3 separate regions of the Mus musculus genome follow, and all the other regions are linked to region 1. The links are chromatin contacts, called in public promoter capture Hi-C maps. All regions are on one chromosome and are shown on one strand. Each heading gives the region's core, a stretch centred on a gene start, on an enhancer-like site or on the middle of the called end of the contact. The rest is flanking DNA. Distances are from core to core; before and after follow the strand shown. Region 1 holds the start of Ipo5 (importin 5). Region 2 holds the start of A330035P11Rik (RIKEN cDNA A330035P11 gene). Region 3 holds the start of Clybl (citrate lyase beta like).

Region 1 (3,227 bases), core at 28-2,527:
GAGCCAAACATCGCTATCTCCCCTCCCCCCAAAATTAAAAGCACCATTAAGAAGGACATAGTTTAAAGCACCATTTCACACAGAAGTTAAGTCTCCAACTTCTTTACTTACTAAAATCTAAGTGTGGCCAGATTATCCATTCTACTCAAAGCGAAATTAGCAACTGTTTTAAAAGACAGCTCCCAACTTTAGGTCGGTAAGTACAAGACATGTCAACGTCACTAGCTATATATAAAAGACATCTTTGCTTTGTAAGTAAAGCTATTCACACATCCTCAGAGTCTCCTAAAAAACTTCAGACCCATGGGTCGTAAGGAGCTCCACGTATCAACTTTCCTAGAAATTACCTCACAAAAATCTGAGCTTCAACACTAACAATGTATCTTCCGTCTTCTAGTGAGCTAATAATATTATTGCTAGCTTGCAAATGGGCTTATAACTGTATCTGAAATGGAACCCTTGATCTAAGACTGATTGAGAACGATCTGTGTTATATGAAAAAGAGATGGCACTGGCCCAGTTAGACAGCCACAGCCCCCAGTATATCCCGTTTATAAGCCCAAATCTCTAGAGATCAAACAAGATTCGAAGGAAGAAGAGCAGAGCGAGGTGGTCAAGCAGGGATCCCTCAAAGGCAACTTCACACGATCTTGAAGGGACCGGCGTGTGCAGTTCCTTTTAGAAACCAGAAAGGGGCTCGGGGGAAAGACGCCGTAAGGCAGCGACAGGCAGGACACGCGTTCTCCCTGAGCTGGGATGGGGAAGGGAGCGGCTGGGGTGGTGGGGGAAGCGGGACGGGTCAGGAGCTGCCGGGGTCTGGCCGCCCGCGAGGGCTGGCGGGCCACGCGGGGAGGGAGAGCAGGGCTGGGGTGCAGGGCCCGCGGGCGGGGCGCGTCAGGCGCGGTGGCACGTGTGCGCGGGTCGGCGGCGAGGCAACCGGCGCCGCCGCCGCTGCACGGGCCGGAAGGGCCGGGGCCGGGCGGGAGGCGCGCACGTGGGCTGCGGGGCCGCTGTCCGCCAGCCGGGCCGACCCGCGCCGCTCGGCCGGCCGGCCGACGAGCGCCCAGGGCCAGCCGGCCGGCCGCGGAGGAGAAGGATCGGCGCGCCGGGGCCGCCGATTCGCTTACCTCCGCCTGTTTCCGGACCACATTGTCGGGGCTGAGCAGGTTTCCCAGGAGCAGGTAGAACTGTTGCTGCTCCGCCGCGGCCGCCGCCATTGCGCTAGGCGTGAGAGAGAGAAGGAGGGAGCTGTGAGGCGCGCTGGCGGGCCGGCGGGAGGGTTGGGGGCGGGCCCAGCGCGGCGACCGGCACCAGCGGCGGCGCGGGGATGAGGGGCCGGGCGAGAAGGGCGGGGCCGAGGGGGCCGAGGGAGGACGGGGCGGGGCCTCGCGCCCTCTCACCCGGCCGCGGCCGCCGACGCCGGCGTCCCATTGGCTCGCGGCGCGGGGGGCGTGCCCGAGGCCGCCCCCCCTCGAGGGCCACGCCGATTGGTCACGCACCCTGCGGTGTCGTCACTCCAGCGCGCGCCGGGAGGCGGGGCTGGCGGGCGTGTGTGGCGGCCAGAGGGCCGCTGTTAGGACGAGGTTGGGGTTCCCGGGGCGCGGGTTGGGAGGAGCCGATCCGGCTGGGCCGCCGCGAGGGGCGTGAGGCCGGGCCCGGAGGAGGGGCCAGCTCCTGAGCGCGGGAGATTTCGGCGCCGCGGGCTGGCTGGACTCCCTTTCCCTGCCGCCCGCCGCGTAGCCGCGCCTTAGGGCTTTGGGGCCCCGGGACCCCCCTCCCTAACCCCATCCCAATCCCCCCAGCAGCGAGCACACACGCATACACACACCCGCCTCTGCAGACCCCTCCATCTGTCTGGCCCTGTGGTGTCGTGTCGTCCCCCTCAGCCTGTGACTCAGGCGGTCCCTACCCTCCTCTGTCCTGTGACTCACGTCCAGGGACTGTCCCGGAAGAGGGGTTGCTCATCACGGACTCTTCCCCCCTGCACCTCTCCGTCCCGGATCAAATCACGCACGCTCCCCACCCGGGAACTGCCACCCATCCTGGTGTTTGGAGCTTCCTTGCTCTCTAAGGATGGGAGAAGTCATGAGCCACTCCCTAACGTGGTCGATCCATTGATAGTTGATGCGTGCCAGCATGGAGGGGACCAGAGGCTGCCTCCCTCTCACCTCCTAAACTCTAGTGCTTAAACACCAGCGTTGGCCCATCTTTCTATCTGGGACTGCCTAAACAGGAGAGAGCAGAGCTCAAACTGAAACACTTTGAGAATCATGTCCTATTCAGAATCATGTCTAATGTCCACAGACTCAAATGCTCATATCAAAAGAAAAAAATAATGTATGAAATGGTCCTACACTGAAAAAAAAAAAAAAACAATGTGGCCCAAGAATGAAAGAGCATCCCCAGTTGGAAACTAGTTCTACAAAATAGATGCGCTGGCCTCCAGAAAAGCAGAACGTAATCAGGGTTGCAGCTACACCTATAGAGGGGAGACCTTTCTCCACAATTCAGATTCTGTTGTAAAAATCTTGACTGGCTCTCAGCTCCCAAGTTTATCCCAGCTCCTGTTTGCCCAGACTCAGTTAAAAGCCTACTGTGTGTCCAAAGCATTGCCCAAGTTGAGGATGACAGCAGGTGAAAAGGGGGATGTATGTCTTGTGTCAAAAGGACTCGACTACTTCCTAAGGAATAGGTTTCCACAGCCTGAGGCCTGTAACTACAGCTCAGCAGCTCATGGGATTTATGTTGAAGTTTTTTATTTCTTGTTGGCAATTGTGCATTTTGAAAGTATTAAATATTTTCTCTTGGGTGATTTTAAAGGTTGGTCTTACATCATCCATGGTCAGGTCATGCAAAATCTGGCCAGAAGCCCTGGGATCACGTGGAATTGTGGGAACCAGTCCCGGTTTCTACAGTGGCATTTAGTTGATTTGTGGAGAAAGTCACCCCCTCTACTATTAGCTGCCACACTGGCGGGATTCTTTCTCTACAGGAGGCCAGCAAAGCTATTGTGTAGAACTGATTTCCTACCTTGAATTCATTCTTTGGCCACATTTGTTTTCTTCAAGGTCAGACCATTTCCGACATTAGTTTGGAGTCGATTTTTTTTTTTTTTAATTTTGATGTGTGTGTGTGTGTGTGTGTGTGTGTGTGTGTGTGTATGAGAGAGAGAGAGAAAGAGGGGTAGGACATGAATTACTCATTCAGAGTTCTTAAATTGGGGAATT
Region 2 (3,289 bases), core at 194-2,693, 1.2 Mb before region 1:
TGTTTCTTTCTAAAACTGTAGTGACCATGTTAACGCCACACAGGATAGCCCACAAACCTAAAGAGAAGCTGCAAAATGCCATGAAAACTTTAATAGCCTCCCTAATACTCTAAAACAACCTCAAAATTCACAACTGTGGTATAGCTAAGAGTCATAAAATAAACACCAGCTTAAAATTTTAGTAAATAAAAAGTGTAAACGTTTTCTTAACCATTATTTGAAGTATTAAAATTAACGGTTTCTGAGAGGCCCTGGATCCTCCAAATGGTTAAGTTTTAGTAACTTTACGAAATAATGGTGTATTGTGATGCTCTACACCTGATACCTAAAAGCTGCTTTCAGCTGGTAAACTGAAAAACGTGTGGGCGGATGGCCTACGAAACCAACATTTTCAAGGCAGGTTCTTTCTCCCGCTCTCTGCTGCTTTTTAAGTGTTTAAAGCCATCGCGGAGAAACCCATTTGGGGGTCTCTTAAAAATTTTATAGCTTAAAAAAAAATTTAAAGGCCAGGGACTAAACTTAACTACAACTAGTCTTTATTAACGCGGTTTTCAAGGAGGGTTAGAATGCGTCACAATCCACAGGTTAAATGATCAACTAGTATTCTTGAAGTTCGGTATCAAAGTCCTAGAGAGAATAAGCCGTCATGACCAGGAGTTCTAGGAAAGTGCAATAAAACAGTGAGCTACGAAATTAAGTTACTGGAAGTTGTCGCTCGGCTGGGAGCGCCCCGTGTGGGCATCGGGTCACCGCGTACCTGCGTGCAGGCCAGTCCAAGGGCGCTCCGCAAGCCGCCGGGGTCCGGGCAAAGCGCCCCGAGCTGCAGCGACGAGCCCGCGGGGACCACCCGGGGTCCGCAGGCCCCCGTCCCGTCGCGGCTCGAAATGCGACCCCACCCACAGCTACGCCCCTTCCCGCTCCTTGACCCCGCTCCTAGACCCCGCTCCCACCGCGGCGCGCAGCCCGACAGGCCTCCCCCACCTTGCACTCGTTGCTCTTCTCTTCGGCGCAGAAGTTGACCGGCGCCAGGCCGGGCAGGTAGAAGGCGCTTCCCGGGCGCGGGCCTGGGACCGTCCCTAGCAGGAGCAGCGACAGCAGCAGCAACCTGGAGCCTTGCGCTGGCGGCGACGCTGGCGGCCTGGAGCTCATGCCGGCGGCTGTGAGAGGCGAGCGGCCGAGCCGAGGGGGACGGCGAGGAAGGAGGGGTCCGGGGCGCTCGGAGATCACCTCAAGGCCCGAGCGCAGAGAAGGCCGGCCCGCAACGGCTAGTTCCGGTTACGCTAGGAGACACCGCGGGCCCCGCGACAGAAACCGAAGCGGGCCTCCACGGAGCATGCGCGGGGCCGCACGCACATGCTCAGTGCCGGCGCCGCAAGCGCAGCGGGCTCTTTCCGGGCGGGGCGGCCAAGAGATCCGCGTTCCGGGATCTGGGTGACTTCCGCCTGCGCGCTTCCGGCACCCACAGTCGGGTTCCAGGTTCCACCGTGGCGCTCCAGAGCGCCGCGCTTCTCGGGCGCACCTCTTCTCTGCCCTCTGTCACCTCATACCCGTCAGTCCGCTCAGGACTGATGAACCAAGTACTTTCTGATGGAGACCGAGTTGGTCGATGAGGCAGAGCTCAGGGGTTACCTAGTTGGGGCCAGGGTAAGGGAACAAATGGAAAGAGCGGTTCGTAAATCTTTAAACAGCTCTTAGAGGTTATTTGCAAGAATAATTCCTAAGCATCGGAAATGCTGGGACATTCTTGTGTGGGAGAAGTGTGCACACAACAAACATATCTTTCAGAAAGTCGAAATGAGATAGATGAGAGAGGGTAGTAAATATAAAGTAGCAATGGCAGGTTGCAATGAAGATACCGGGGCTTAGTTAAGCAAAGCAGTCGTGTTAAGGAAGACTATTACGGCATTATTACTCTTCGACAAGGTGCATAGCTTTTCCCATTGATAATGGGAAATGGTTATGTCTCTGTGTTAGTGCGCAAGCATTATGCTCAAGGAGGAGAAAAGTTTAGCATAAAAAGCCCATGGAGTTTTAGACTTCAACCGAATTCTTCCCCAAGTGCATCATCTTAGAATATAAAACACAGTCCTGGATGACTGTAACCCCCAAATTCAAGAAAAGGCAAATTCAGAAAATAGGTAAATTCAAAAAAGTTTGTAGTCTCATGCTATTAAATTTTTTCTGTGTGCTCATATATTGCTCCCTTCCCCAAAGTTTACAACTAACCAGATTTTCAATGGCTCTAGCACCTACAGAAAGAACTACTGACATACCTAAAAAGAGCTTTAACATCAAAGGTAATTTGTACTGGCTGAGCGTCCTGGCTTTGGAACATTGTGATCTAGCGATGTGCCTCTGGGCATGGGTTCATCACTGGAGAAATGAAAGTTAGAAGAGAAGACAAGGGTGCTCACCCTCTCAAAGAGTGGTAAAGATTAAGTTAAAAAATACTATATCACAAAAAAATAGGTGATATAGTAGTTGTCCCAGGCGGTCCTGACCACTTTTATAACAAAAGGAGGCGTGTCCATCAGCGCACACCATCTCAAATACATGCACATACTGAACTTTGGGCTAAGTCAAGACAACGCCCTTTGTCGAAAAAGGAAGCAGCTGTCTCCAAATATAAAGAGGTAGGATTAACACCCCCCACACACCTTACCTATTTTTCTGATAATACCAAACTAGACCTTCACTGCCGTAGCTCCCGCTCCAACCTTGCCATTACTACTTTTTTCTACCTGTGACAATCTCACTGTCCATAGCTGGCATGCTGCTCGCTGTGCCACTGAGTTCTTTTGGTGGTCTCTAGGCTCCTACCTACCACGCTAGGCCACTCTGTAGGTCTCCCCAGCTTCTACTTGTGCTAAGAGGGATAATGTAGAATGTAGGTGTCCCCCATTTCCACCGCTGCTCCTCGGTGTCTACCAATTTCGGAAACGATCGTGTTTATTGTTCACTGTCTCACTTCCCAGGGCTGCAGGGGCCTGGTCTCTGCATCTTCCAACTCTACAGCAGGGCCTGGAGAGACGAAGGCGAAGCAAACTAGAAGTGCTCGCTCGGCCCTGGTCGCCGGAGGACACAGGTTCTAGACCTGAATTTAGGGTCGCAGACTTGCGGTGCTAACGCCTGAGGGTTCCCAGGGTTTCCCGCTCGCTTTCACAGACCACCACAAGCTTAAGACCGAGAATCACTTCCCAGGATGGCCTGGGATACTCAGTGATGAACCCACGGTGACCTGGTGCTTCCTGCCCCGAGACCTGACAGCCTCAACACTCTGGGTAAAGTA
Region 3 (3,497 bases), core at 753-3,252, 1.3 Mb before region 1:
ACTCCTGAAAATGATCCTCTGACCGCCACACATAAACTGCAGTATGTTCGTGCTAACATTCATACACACACACACACACACACTAAATAAAGTAAATGTAAAAACTAAATCGTCTGTTGGGTAGAGGGTACCTGGAAAGAATGCAGACCAAGAAAAGCACCAATTGTATACAAAAGGGCTTTGAAGAAAGAAAAGGGTGCTGACCTAAGCAACTCTAGGAATAAATGGAGCCCATGAGGCTGGAGGGAGTCTAAGCACTGTCTTCTAGTGGGTGGACATCTTCCCAATGGGTGTGGGCTAATAAATCATATGCTTGCTAGGACTGAACAATTAAGTGCCTGCGTGGTAGACAGCAGGAGCTTCCTTACAGTTGGGCCGGTGCTTTACTGACAAGCCTCAGGAAGAAGTTAGACTGCTCCCTGAGTGATGTGTTAGACCTGGAAGCGTCCTAAGGACTCATGTGTAGCTTGAGAAATAGCTACAGATGGTTCTATGTAGCAACTTTGATAGGTGTGTGTGTTCCCATCTATATTTCTTGGCTCTGTCAAGTGAGTTATGCTCCCTTCCTTGAAAGCGGAGTAATTCATATACATCCAGCATGGCCACAGAGAACTGCATGAATAACATGACAGTCTAGAGCTCAGGGCAAACGCTGGTGGGTCAGAAACAGGGATCAGGATTTCTGGTCTTGAATGGCCCCTGCGTGCTCAGCAATGGTTCAGACACTCTGAAAATAAGCAAGGAGCCTCCAGAAGTAGCCTACTGGTCCCAGACAGCACTTACATCCTCTGGTGGGTTTACTAGGACCACACTAGCACAATTGGCTCACTAAAGCCAAGTACCTGCCCTTGATAGAGATGATGCATGGTATGGGGGGCAGGGTGGTGGTGATAAAAAGGAGTTTACACTAAGCTCCAAGCCTATTAGAAGTGGTGACTGTGTGCGGTCAGGACTGGTCCTTTCACACTTCAGAAACGGAATCTCTGGGCTGGCCCAGGACCCCTCCCTTACCACCACTCAGGTTCCAGGAGTGATTTTCCTCCAGCCAGGGTGCAAGGCCACAGATGAGAAAATGAGGTGCCTAAGACCATATGGGTCCTGTCATGGGTCTGGGGTAAATCATGAAGCACAACACAAAAGATGTAAAAAACGCTAAACTGTGAACTCTGGCTCCATCGCTCCGTGGGACTTTGAGACAGTCTCTGATCCTGTTTCCTCACAATAGGCAAGACACCTTAAAGGAGAACTCAGGACACGTGCAGTTAACAGATAGGCAAGTGTCATGAGGGAGGGTCACTGTTTGTGACAATCTACAGTTCCTTTACCAACTAGTATTGCTATGTAGGCCAGGCTGGCCTCAAACTTGCTATGTAGATTAAGTGTAGCCTTTAACCTGCGTCCTCCTGCCTCCACTCCCCAAGTCATGGAATTCTTTTCAAATATCTACTCCAAAGCTGATGACGTAAGACTTAAAGTCTCTTGTTAAACCAAAGAAAACTTCAAAATATATGCTCTTTTCACCTAAAAAAAATTCAGTGTTTTTCATGAGCAGATTTTGGCAAAAGCTTTTTGGAACCCTCAGTCATTCTTGGTTGGGTAAGTGGGTCCAGAGAACAACATTTGGGAACCACTGTGCTTCACATAGGTGGGGTGAGCGTCTCAGCTACTCCAGAGCGCCCCTAAGTTAGCGCGGTACATGCCAGATGCTGACAGCCCTGCCAACCCAGTAACGTTTGTACCCATTGCCCGGGTCCACGCAAAGCCCTCCCACTGGGAGGCAGCAGCCGCAGCGACCTTGGCAGAGGTCAAGGACCGGAGGCACAGAGGTATCGGGCTAGAGTGCCCATGCAGGCTCCAGAGACCACTCTGGCTACCGCCTTCGCCGCGTGGCGGGGACAGAGAACCTGAACTCACAGCCTGGGCAGCGCCGCCGCTCCACGAACCGTGTTCCGCAGCACGCACAACGCCATCTTCCCGACTGGCCCGCCTACGCCCCGCCCTCGCCCCGCCTAGCTGGATTCGGCCACGCCCGCCCTACCAGGCTTAGCCCGGCCCCCCGCTTGCCACAGCCCAGGCCAGTCCAGCCAGACTCAGCCCCACCTTGCTTCTGCTGGCGAGGCCCCATGCAACGCTTCTCTTTCCAAAACCACGCCCGCCCTCGTTAGCCACTCCAATCCTCTGCGAGCCCTGCGCGGCTCTGCGCGGAGGCTTTGGTGACCCAATGCTCCGCCCGCTTCTGAAACGAGTTAGAGAAACTTGGGTTTTCTCTGGCAGAGAAGATTTAGGTTTCCGAGGGGCTTTTTTGCTGTTTTTATTATCAACGTGCCCCTAACACAGTCGGTGAGCCTGCGATGGTGCATAAGCTAAAAGTGGTCAAAGCAAATGGGCTCTACCTGAAAAGGTGCAGGCTTGGGACCCACACAGGCCCCTTCCCAATGCCTGCGGGTCTCCGGAAACTGAGAGAAGCTGCCATCGGTCGTCTTTCCTAATCCAGTGGTGCCCTACCTAGTGTCTGGTCCTTTCCACTCTCCACCCTCCACCATTCCTCTGTCTTCTACCTCTGCAGTTTTGATTTTGGTGGTCACTACGTTCCGTTTGTTCTGAATTGACACTCAAAGTCGTTGTCGGAAGCTGGATTAAAAAATAGACCCCAGACGGGCGTGGTGGCTCACGCCTTTAATCCCAGCACTTGGGAGGCAGGAGAATTTCTGCGTTCGAAGCCAGCCTGGTCTACAGAGTGAGTTCCAGGACAGCCAGGGCTACACAGAGAAACCCTGTCCCGAAAAACAAAAACAAAAGACCCCAGAAGTCCTTTGTAGCCAGAGTGGCAGCACAGATGCCGAATATCTGCAAGACTGAGTTATCGCTTAGTTTATGATACCAACAGGGCAGACTGTTCAAACCCTCTGTGAGGCCCCCTCACACCCACCCGGACCTCTCCTGCCTGCACCCAGTGAGGACCATCCCACTTTCCTGTCTCCACTGCGGGCCCCAGTCTGTTCCGCCAAAATGGAGCCTGAGACAAAGCAGTATCAGGAACACCCATTCCATCTCTAATTTACACATCTATATCTTGTACTAAGAGACTGAGCAGGCAAGCTTTGTCTGTCTCCAGATACTAGATCACACTCTTTGTCCTGTTACACTTCTCTATGGCCATCCATCCACCAGTAAAAACACAGGTCTGGGGGTTTGAGTTTTTAAAACTTTTGTTGTTGTTGTTGTTGTTGTTGTTGTTTGAGACAGGGTTTCTCTGTATAGCCCTGGCTGTCCTGGAACTCACTGTGTAGACCAGGCTGGCCTTGAACTCAGAAATCTGCCTGCCTCTGCCTCCCAAGTACTTGGATTAAAGGTGTGTGCCACCACCGCCCGGCCTTGAGTTTTTATTTATCAATAAAAGTCACGTAAGGCGTCAGTTACATGCACAAAAGAGTTATTGCAAGTTTTGCACCTGAGGGGGTCAGAGGGATTGAGGGGAGGTAGTGGGGGAAGACGGG

What was found. Promoter capture Hi-C pulls out the DNA fragments that hold promoters and counts their contacts.
Region 2: a contact with region 1 is called in a promoter capture Hi-C map of erythroid cells, with 5 times the contacts expected there. The contact joins the promoter of A330035P11Rik here to the promoter of Ipo5 in region 1. A contact is called at or near these places in 2 of 39 promoter capture datasets (erythroid cells and fetal liver), 2 of 484 Hi-C or Micro-C datasets (CD8 T cells and erythroblasts) and 1 of 115 datasets of contacts at active chromatin or transcription factors (large pre-B cells).
Region 3: a promoter capture Hi-C map of pre-B cells shows a contact between it and region 1, with 2.4 times the contacts expected there. The contact joins the promoter of Clybl here to the promoter of Ipo5 in region 1. A contact is called at or near these places in 1 of 39 promoter capture datasets (pre-B cells) and 1 of 115 datasets of contacts at active chromatin or transcription factors (thymic regulatory T cells).

The regions. Positions count from the first base shown.
Region 1 is chr14:120,909,244-120,912,470 of GRCm38.p6, reverse strand. It overlaps Ipo5 (importin 5), which reads right to left and starts at 1,277. Exons shown (of 26, transcript NM_023579.4): 1 at 1,128-1,277. The coding sequence starts at 1,217.
Region 2 is chr14:122,105,128-122,108,416 of GRCm38.p6, reverse strand. It overlaps A330035P11Rik (RIKEN cDNA A330035P11 gene), which reads left to right and starts at 1,443. Exons shown (of 4, transcript NR_015586.3): 1 at 1,443-2,633; 2 at 2,976-3,289. It overlaps Tm9sf2 (transmembrane 9 superfamily member 2), which reads right to left and starts at 1,335. Exons shown (of 17, transcript NM_080556.3): 1 at 982-1,335. The coding sequence starts at 1,149.
Region 3 is chr14:122,180,199-122,183,695 of GRCm38.p6, reverse strand. Clybl (citrate lyase beta like) reads right to left here and starts at 2,002. Exons shown (of 8, transcript NM_029556.3): 1 at 1,915-2,002. The coding sequence starts at 1,970.